Regions from separate parts of the Mus musculus genome. Here regions 1 and 2 are each linked to region 3. The links are chromatin contacts, called in public HiChIP or PLAC-seq maps. All regions are on one chromosome and are shown on one strand. The core of a region is the stretch at or near the end of the contact, and the rest is flanking DNA. Distances in the headings are between cores, read along the strand shown.

What was found. HiChIP or PLAC-seq counts read pairs in DNA pulled down with a chosen protein or histone mark.
Region 1: a contact with region 3 is called in an H3K4me3 HiChIP or PLAC-seq map of bone marrow-derived macrophages, with 4 times the contacts expected there. The contact joins two enhancer-like sites. A contact is called at or near these places in 1 of 484 Hi-C or Micro-C datasets (bone marrow-derived macrophages) and 3 of 115 datasets of contacts at active chromatin or transcription factors (acute myeloid leukemia, bone marrow-derived dendritic cells and bone marrow-derived macrophages).
Region 2: a contact with region 3 is called in an H3K4me3 HiChIP or PLAC-seq map of bone marrow-derived macrophages, with 4 times the contacts expected there. The contact joins two enhancer-like sites. A contact is called at or near these places in 1 of 15 datasets of contacts at CTCF or cohesin (CD8 T cells), 1 of 484 Hi-C or Micro-C datasets (group 2 innate lymphoid cells), 1 of 115 datasets of contacts at active chromatin or transcription factors (bone marrow-derived macrophages) and 1 of 9 other capture datasets (bone marrow-derived macrophages).

What each region holds. Positions count from the first base shown.
Region 1 is chr16:76,108,803-76,112,020 of GRCm38.p6, forward strand. No RefSeq gene overlaps it. Among named protein-coding and RNA genes, the nearest start is that of 4930578N18Rik, 12 kb to the right of the region's middle. Within about 2 kb of position 1,514, at least 16 of the 459 cell types and tissues checked have an H3K27ac peak or open chromatin away from gene starts, as enhancers often do. A contact at or near this core is called in bone marrow-derived macrophages, where this site is marked.
Region 2 is chr16:75,982,747-75,985,731 of GRCm38.p6, forward strand. No RefSeq gene overlaps it. Among named protein-coding and RNA genes, the nearest start is that of Gm15555, 17 kb to the right of the region's middle. Within about 2 kb of position 1,340, at least 46 of the 459 cell types and tissues checked have an H3K27ac peak or open chromatin away from gene starts, as enhancers often do. A contact at or near this core is called in CD8 T cells, bone marrow-derived macrophages and group 2 innate lymphoid cells, where this site is marked.
Region 3 is chr16:75,853,888-75,857,148 of GRCm38.p6, forward strand. No RefSeq gene overlaps it. Among named protein-coding and RNA genes, the nearest start is that of Samsn1, 54 kb to the right of the region's middle. Within about 2 kb of position 2,009, at least 95 of the 459 cell types and tissues checked have an H3K27ac peak or open chromatin away from gene starts, as enhancers often do. A contact at or near this core is called in CD8 T cells, bone marrow-derived macrophages and group 2 innate lymphoid cells, where this site is marked.

The DNA of each region.
Region 1 (3,218 bases), core at 264-2,763, 250 kb after region 3:
ATGCCTGAATTACAGTTCCAGCATTCAAGGCACCCTCTGCAAGCCATCAGCCATAATTTGAAAGACAGAAAAGAAGGGAACAGATAAACGAGGGAAAAGAGAACAAGTTTCTAGCAAAGAAAGATGAAACTGGAATGAGTTGGTGCATGCATGACAGGCAATGGGAGGAACACAAAATGCACAAAACCATTTGGAGGAAGAGACAGCCACAAGTAGATTTATGGAAGGAAGAATGAAATAGGTAGTGGCAAAGAGGAGAAGGGAAGGGAAGAGAGGAAAAAACAAATACGAACATCTACAACATCTAAACACTTTCATGACTATTTGGATATATAAGTCGTTTCTTTCTTTAAATGATGCTGTCAAGAGAACCGACTGTCCCCCACCCTGAAGCTCACCATTGTCAGTTCATCAGCTGTGGGTCAGATGAGGTAAGGGACGAAAGGGAGAGTAGAGTTGAGCAAAACTACATTATATATAATGGACGAAATCCTCACACAACAGAAACTACACATGCTTGCCTTTAAAAAGTGAACCACTGTTTTCTCTGTATAGTAGAGATAGTTCTTCTGGGGGAAAAACAATTCTGTGACTTGGATGACGGACTGTCAGAGGCTTGTGTGTTAAGGTCCCCTGAGTGGTGCTACCAGGAGCTGCTCAGATTTTTGAGAGGTGGAACTTTAGGTAATTGGTCATTAGAGACATAGCCTTGAATAGAATTCTATCTCCCAAACATCTCCTGTTTTCTCCTTTCTCTTCCTGACCACCACGTGAGTGATTTCCCTTTCCTAACACCGCTATGTACCTTGGTCACAGACCCAAAACAGTAAGGCCAAGCAATCAGGTAATATCTGTAACTATAAAGCAAACTAAACCTTTGTTCTTTGAAAGTTTATCATCTCATAGGTTTGTTATAGTAAACTGAAAGCTGACTAACATAGATGTCAAAAATCTGATAGCATATCTTTTGGGGAAGATTAGACACATGTTTCTAAAATTTTTATCTCTACCATCTCTAATGAACTATGTCCCATTTTCCTAGTAGGTCTTCACTATCACCAAGTCCCCACTGGCTTTTTCTGGAATAGAGATGGTTTAGAGCAGACATTAAAGGTGTCTGGGATAAAAACCTTTCGAATGATGCAGCCTGATTGCACGTTTGAGTAAAGAACTTTGCTCATATCAACTGAGAGTATCTACCCAGACATCAGAAAGCAAAATGCAAGTGTTTTGTTCAGAAGGAGTAAATTCCTAAATGTCAGTGCTTATATCGACCCACATCCATGTTTGTGACAGTCTTCATTTCTTGATGACATGAATCATCTCAATAATAACTAGTCGAAAATAAAAAACATTTCAAAATAACATCTAATACACGTAGTACAGAGTAAGATCATCAAATAGAAAGTCCAACCCCTTGTTGTCGGGCAAAACACCGATGTCATGATGATATCCTGAGTGATCATCCTTATGCACAATTTAGGTTTCATTTAAGCTGTCCAGAGCTGAGGGAAAGCCGAGGACAGTCACACTGAAACCAGCAAGCGTGATTTCCCCGTTACTGTGTCAGACCTTCTCCAGCACTTGGAAGGAATGCTTTGGCTTCTCTCTCCTCCATCTGGGAGACAATGCAAAATAAAATGTGCCTCCAACATTCCTGCTTTTTAGATGCGCAACTAGGAACCAAGGACTTAGTTGCTTTGATTGGCACAGCAATACAACCAGCATAGATCATACGCTTAGGGGCTCACAGAGAAGAAGAGGAAGTGGCAGGATTCTTGCACTGTCCACTACCATGTGGCTGTCAGGAGATGGTGCACATGCTGTCTTCACATGGACAGAGAAGGTTAGAAGGTCTTCGGAGTCCTGGTTCTTCAGAGAGCTGCTTGGATGGCTGTGCTAATTACAATTGTTGTGGTCAATGTGTTGACATGAAGACATCCACAGGAGGAAGGATCCATTGCTCCTCATGGTGAAGAAGGCGTGGCCAGGAGATCATGAGACATCTGGCCACACTGTATTGAACATAGTCAGGAAGCAAATGCTGAATTCAAATTCTGAGACTCTGGGTACGTATTAGCCTTGTACAATCAAAAGCAGAATTACACAACTCCACTACCACACAGAGTAAGTAAGGGTGGAGAAAGGAACTGTTGGAGCAAAGCAACAATTTGAACTTCTAGCTATGGCCTCCGAGGCTCCTAGTGGTCTCACAGAGTACAATGCTCCTAGCAGCTTCACCCCCAGGCTCTCACCTGTAGCATGATCTCTCTCTTCGGCTGGCTACAACCAGCAGCTGTCTTTGAAGAACAGCTTATATCTGGGTGGTTCCAGTATCCTGAGTTCACTATTACATCCTAGGCTTCACCTCACAGTGTCATTTCTGTTCCTCTCAGTAGCTCCAAGGTGAGGACAAGGACCTGATGCACACAGTCTGACCTAAATAACGTACGCAAACCACGGTGTGAGTCTTCATGACCCGCCGAGTTCTTATCACTTGCATATCTACAAAATGGTCAAAATTGGGCTGATGCTACTTTCTGCTGTCAGCTCAAGGTATGCTCTGGCCTCCTTCACACCTGCAGCATACTCTGGATACTGCCTGGCTAAACCTGGGAATACACTCCCTAAGACCACACTGGTAGAGCTAGGTGCCCCAAAGACTCTACATCTAGGTACTTTGTCTGCTTTTAAATGTTTGAAAACATTTCTGTTGTTACACCATGGGATTCTCAGTGAGTGGGGTCTTGCCCTTAAGACCTTTTTTCTAATAGTCAAGGTACTGGGTGTAAAATTTCGCTTGTGTCTCTAATCTTTTTGCCAGTCACCTCCTCTGTTTATGCTTTCCTTGTTAGTTTTTCCTTGTTAGTAACCAAATCTGAGTTCTTGTCCTCACCAAATGCATATTTTCAGATCTTTCTACTCCACTCTCTCAGCAGGAATCTGACCAAGAGGAGTAAGCCTCTGGGTGGGGGGTGGGAGGGGCTGGGGAGGTGAAGGAAATGCTCTCTGCCAGACAGCTTAGTCAAATTTCAGGAAATGGCCAGCGTGCTGCCAGATCTCCTTCCAGATATAATATTAATGGCCTCCAGCACAGCCTTCTAAATTCTGCTCATAACAGTGTACTTTAGCTCTAACCCAGACTTCCCTATACCTCTCAGGAGCCAATTCCAAAGGCTGATGAACCACGTGGTTAGGTAACATGGCAACAACCTTCC
Region 2 (2,985 bases), core at 90-2,589, 130 kb after region 3:
TTTTAATGTGTCAATGCAACCATGGCACAAGGCTTATGTTCAAACAGCCAATATCTGACTTGAGTTAAAGCCCACTCCACAATAGGGAATCCTTATGCTACACTGCTCAGGTGACAAAGAGCTTGAGAGTAGACAGGCCAGGGGTCTAGAGGGAAACCAAATGCCACTGTTCCATTGCAATAAGATGGCTCCTAACGAATTCTGCTGACTCAAAGATCAATCGAAGCAACCCTGGGGAAGAGGAAGCAGAGAGTATAAGAACCAGAGGGGATGGAGGACACTGAGGAAAGAAGAAGCTCTGAGGATCCCAGCACACATGAACTCGCAGACTGATGCAGCATCAGCATCCACCAAGCCGGCATAGTCTGGACAAGATGGGATCCTATAGCCAAAAGGAGAAATGGGCACATAAGGCCTTCATAACACAAAAGCTACCCCCAATTCGTAACCACTTGCAAATAAAAATTTAATCTTCTCTAAACTGTCTCTCTGGGAAACAGACTATTCTCAAGGGTAGGCCACAATCACAGCAGCAGATGGCCAATAGCAAATGAACTTATTTTATCTTTTTTTATCTTATATGTGTGTGTGTGTGTGTGTGTGTGTGTGTGTATGTCTGTGTGTGTGTTTGTGTATATGAATATATGTGTATCTCTGTATCTGTATATTTGTATGTCTATGTGTTTGTGTATATGTGTGTGAATATGTGTGTGAATGTATATGTGTGTGTCTGTGAGTTTGTGTATATGTATGTATGTCTATATGTGTATTTGTGACCATATGTCTGTATGTGTTTCTCTGTGAGTATGTTTCTGTGATTGTATGTGTGCTTCTGTGTGTGCCTGTGTGTTTGTGTGTATGCCTATGTGTGTGTGTATGTGTGTTACTCTGTGTGTGCCTGTGTGTTTGTGTATGTATCTGTATGTCTGTGTATGTGTTTGTCCGTGTGTGTTTGTGTGTGTGTGTGTGTGTGTGTGTGTGTGTGTGTGTACCTTTTTATGCATATGCAAAGTCCAAAGGACAACTTCAAGTCCTTCCTAGTAACTTGTTTAGGAAAGGGTATCTGTTACATACCTCTGTGTATGCCAGGGTAGCTGACTGCCATCATTTGAATGAGATGTACCCCATAACTCTTAGGCATTTGGATTCTTGGCCTCCAGTTGGTGGCCATTAGGAAGGACTCAGAAATGTGTATTTGCTGAAGGAAGTATGTCACTAAAGACAAGCTTGTGGTTTTAAGTGACTCATGTCATTTTATGTCTTCTTTCTTTGCTTCCTGGTTGTGGTTTTTCATGTGAGCTAAACTACTGCTCCAGCCGACATACCTGATGTATGTTCACATGCTTTCCTGTCACAATGCCATGATTCTTATCTCTCTGGAACCATGCACCAAATAATCTCCTCCTTTTATAAGTGGCCTTGGTCATGAAAAGAAAAACCTGAGGCAGAAATTGGAACATGGGAGTCAGGTATTACAGAGACAGACCTGACCATGTGGATTTTTCCACAATTATGGAAGATTTGGATACTTTGAACTAGAAAAGTAGTTGAACACTCTAAAGAGAACTCAGTGGGACATTCTAATAGGACCTAGAAAGTCAGGAGTGCTGAGGGCTTTGCATACTATAAAGACCAAGCACATGATGTCTTAGGGGGACCAATATTAGCAACTGGACTGGAGACCATTCTTGTGATGTTTGGGCAAACATGTGGCTACTTTTTGTCCTTCCCCTAAGAACTTGCCTGAGCTTAAATTTTAAAGTTGTGGAATAATTTCTTTGGTGGAGGAGATTTCAAGGCAGCCTAGTACTGATTCTGTCACATGGTTATTTGACGACACCTTTGGGCAGATCTACAGTGAGAAACAGGCAAATGGGGCAGAAATAAATACAAGATAAGAGTCTTGAGAAAAGAAGGACACTGGAAAGTTTAATGTTCAAGCCAAGGCTTGTGCTGGAAGAGAGGCTGTAGCTGTTAAGGAAATGTGTACCATTATGGAGGGGTCGAAATGCATTTGGAACAAAGGCAATGGCCCAACTCCATCCAGCTAAGACCCCACCCAGCTGTTCTTCCAGCTTGTGACAGGAAAAGACTTTAAAGAAGTTTCTGCTCCTACAAAGCAACAAGAAACACAAGCTGCTGCCCATGTGATTCAAGGGGAGGTGGGCTCACCCCAAGTTGGCAGTCAAACAAGGCAATGTTGTCCACATAGCTCTGGCTTTAGAATCATAAAGAACACAGAAGAAAATGGGTCATGGCATCTTCCTCTACTGTTATGGAGAGCTGCTAAAGCTAGGTTTGTATCAGAGGGGTCTTGGGATGAGGCCTTTGGGTAAAGCTGTATAAAGGAATCCTGGGTTACATTAAAGACCACGAGATGTTGGACTTGCCAAGGCCATGCGAAATATGCCAAAGAGTACTGCACACAGGGAGTAGAACCATCCCAAGAGAAAGAACGAAGTTGCAGGCAGCATAAAAGAAAGAACAGAGCCATCTAAGCCCTTACACATTAGACACAGGGCTTGAGTTTCCTGATGGCTTTTAGTCTTTCATTGATCTACTCTATTCTCACTATGAGCTAGTCCCCATTCTTCCCTTCTGGGACTGCAATGTATGTTCCATTCTAATATTTGTTGGAGTATGTACTTTGTCTTTTTGGTTTTGAGGGGTTTTTTTTTTTTTAATTGTCGTTGTTTGTTTTTTTTTAAGACAGGGTTAAAAGTAAGATGTTGCCTTAAGTCTCAGAAGATACTTTGGAATTCGCTCCTAAGTAGTGTTGATATTGAAAGAATATGGTAACTGTTGAGGTTCTTAATGCATTTGGCATTAATATAGGGCCACAAGACTATGGGAGGCAGGGAGTGAAATGTGCTGGTTTGAATGAGTCACACCCCAGAAACCTTAAGTATCTGAATACTTGAGTTTTGGAGGTTTAGGAGGGGTGGCCTTACAAGGGGGAGTAAGTTACTAGGGGCAGACTTTGAA
Region 3 (3,261 bases), core at 759-3,258:
CTGTAAAGAGAGGCAGATTCCCCCCCCCCCCAGGGCATTTTCAGTGAATGCTTCGAGAAGAAATGAGTAAAGGTTTGAAGAACAGTTGCAGAAAACAAAGTTACTACTGTGCATGAGTCCGTGTAGCCTTCGGGCATGAGCTCTGTGCATCTCCTTTTGTTGAGTTCTCTATATTGTTATGAATATGCATATCGGGGAAAAGCCTTCCATCTGCTTTCTTTTAGCTGATTCTATCACATTTTGAGTTGTGCATCATTATTGAGCTTCAGAGAAAGATGATCCTTTTACATTACATATGGATATAAGAGAGCGAACGACTTGATGAATTGCAAACAAGTATAATTTATATGGACAAAGTATGCCAGAAGTGGTTTTCACCCCCATCTTCCTCTGCAAATGCTGCGTAGGGTTCCTGCCCATTTTATTGGCCTGGTGCCCAAAAACTTAAAAGAGAAAATGATCCTTAGCCATGTGCATCACTATTCCACTCCTGCCCTATGAAGAAACAGTGTTCTGCTCTTGGGCATACATGGGATCCCAGAAGGTCCAAGATATCACAGAATCTGCTAAACCCAGCTTTCATTCCTTTATAGTTTTTACATTTGTAAAATATAACACAGAACAAAACTAAGTGTTGCAAATGGACACATGAGAAGTTTTCATGATGCAGATGTGGAAGTGGGGTAATGGAAAGCCCATATACATTCTTTGTAACATGTTAGCATTTTGATAGCCCATGGAATCTTATGCCCCAATGTGCACAGGCTCCATATATATGCAAATACTCACATTAACAGTGCCTTCTTAAGGGATTCTCTGTTGCCCATTGCTCAATCAATTGAGGCTCTGTCATTTGTGAGAAACCAAGGCCCATGACACTAACAATCCCAATTTTAATTTTTCATTCATTAAAATAAATAATAATTTATATATTTAATAATTCATTCTTAAAATTATTCCTTTCATGTCCAAGAGTGTTGAACCAAGGCTGAGTGCAGTATTGTGTCTTTCTGAACTGATCAGGTGCAAACAATGAAATAATGTGTCAGGTAAAACTTATGAGCTGAGTTCTCTATGAGCTGACTCTCTTTCATTGCTTCTGGACAGCAAAATTGTTCTTTAGATCTCAGGCCATTTATGTATGAAAAATTTCAAGATACTATGAGTAAATACCTGTATGATTATACAGTGATTACTGCTTCTATCTTTCGACTAGAACTTAGTGGGGGGAAATGAAGTTGTATATATAAAAATTGTAGTGGCTTTCATACAAATACTACCTGGATTGTATTGAGTACTTCATATATACATCCTATAATTTATACCACTTTTAGATTTAAAAAGATCACCTTTTTGTGATAAATGCTTGAATATTGTCACACAGTTCTTGAAAGCAGATGACTCAACTCCATAACCTTTAGTTTATAGGCATACATACACAAAGAGTGTGCAGAGGAATTCCGCAGTTACATGGAGGTTGAACAAAATTAGGGTTAGTTCTATTTGATTTCCCACAGCTCAAACACCTATCAAAGTAAACCTCTAGCTAGGTTTTATTGACTAATCTCTGAAACTTTTCATAAATTTAGTAGGGCCACTCCCTCTATCAAGAGTATTGGAAGCCTCAATGCTACTTAGATAGGAGCGCTTTTGGTGGCAGTATAGAGCAGTGCTGCGTAAGAGGAGGGGTTATCTAAAATGTCATCATATATTGTTCTCAGAACCTAACGCTTACAGCGGAAATTTCTCAACATTAAATGTCATCATTTTGCCACACTCAGGAAGTTGCAAAACACGTAGCTATAACCTCAGTGCAATGGAACATGACTGAAACCTAATAGTCAGCTACTGAGCACTCTTTTTAGTTTTCTTTCCGTCGATCTCTCTTAGCAATCTGATTAAAAAAAATAAAAAGTCACTAATAACACACTTTAGTTAAAGATACTGTTCAGGTTCATACATATCAGTTATAGAGTTGATGGAAAACCAGAACCGAAATGGTCTGAATTTTGTATTTATCAAAAAACAAACAAAGTAAAAAACCTGAACTTGATCTGATGGGGCAGGCCTGTAATTCTAGTAACTCAGGAGGCAGGGGCAGGGGGATCACAAAGAATAAGGCCATTCTGAACCTTATGTAGACAGACAGACAGACAAGAAGAGACAGAAACAGTGAGAGAAAGACACACACACACACACACACACAGAGAGAGAGAGAGAGAGAGAGAGAGAGAGAGAGAGACAGAGAGAGACAGAGAGAGAGACATCGAGAGATAGAGAGGCAGAGAGGCAGAGAGAGACAGAGGGGCAGGAGTGATACAGTTCTTGCCGTATATATACATGCTGTAGGATTTAGCCCCAAGGACTGAATATTGCTGTTATATTAGAACATTTTATTTATTTAATGGGAATAAATTTTCTCTAGCCTTCTCTACTGTCAGAGCTAAATTTGCTAATATCAGAAACCTCTGGGATAAGTTAATCGCTGCATACTAGAGAGGGTTTACAGCTGTATAAAGCTACCTGGGAACTACTAGCTCAAACAGCTAGATTCTGCTGTCTTCCTGATGCACATTCTTTGGTCCAAAAGACCTTTATTGAACCAGTTTAAGTAATGAATGTGATTGGGCAACTTGCCAGGTTTGAACCTTCAGAACCAATAAGAATATCCTGTAAATATTAACTTCATGGCTTTCTGACTCTTCTCATCTGCTCTTAAAGAGCCCAGACTTTCTTCTAGAAAAGGCAGCAGGACATAGAGTTTTGCATAAGGTCTTTCTTGCTTTTCTGCGTTGCTCCAGTCAGTGCTCTGTGTATGGGCAGTGGGTGAGAACCTGATCTCTTTCTTCTGATTTGACCTCTTTGGCACTGATCACACTGATGCCAGACTCACTCCTGTAGGTGTGTCCTCATCAGCTCTTTCTCCTGGCTACTTAACACTTCTTCAGTTTTGTTTGTTTATTTTGTTTTTGTTTTGTTTTGTTTTGTTTTTAACTTTTCTCTTTTCTCCCTTTTGTAAGAACTCAGACTTTCTTTGCTTGTATCTCCCCAAAGCCTCTTTAGAATATCCCTAAATCCTCAACTGGCATGAAACTTTCATTTTCAAGGGATAGAAATTGGGAAAAAGTTTTACTCATTAGGAATAGACTGGCATTGTTTTGTTATTCTGTAGTTACTTTCCAATCTAGAATTTCCTCGCCTTGCCATAAAAAAGTTACGTTCTTTTAAACAACATGAGAGAGTAGGGGTAGGGCAGTTTAA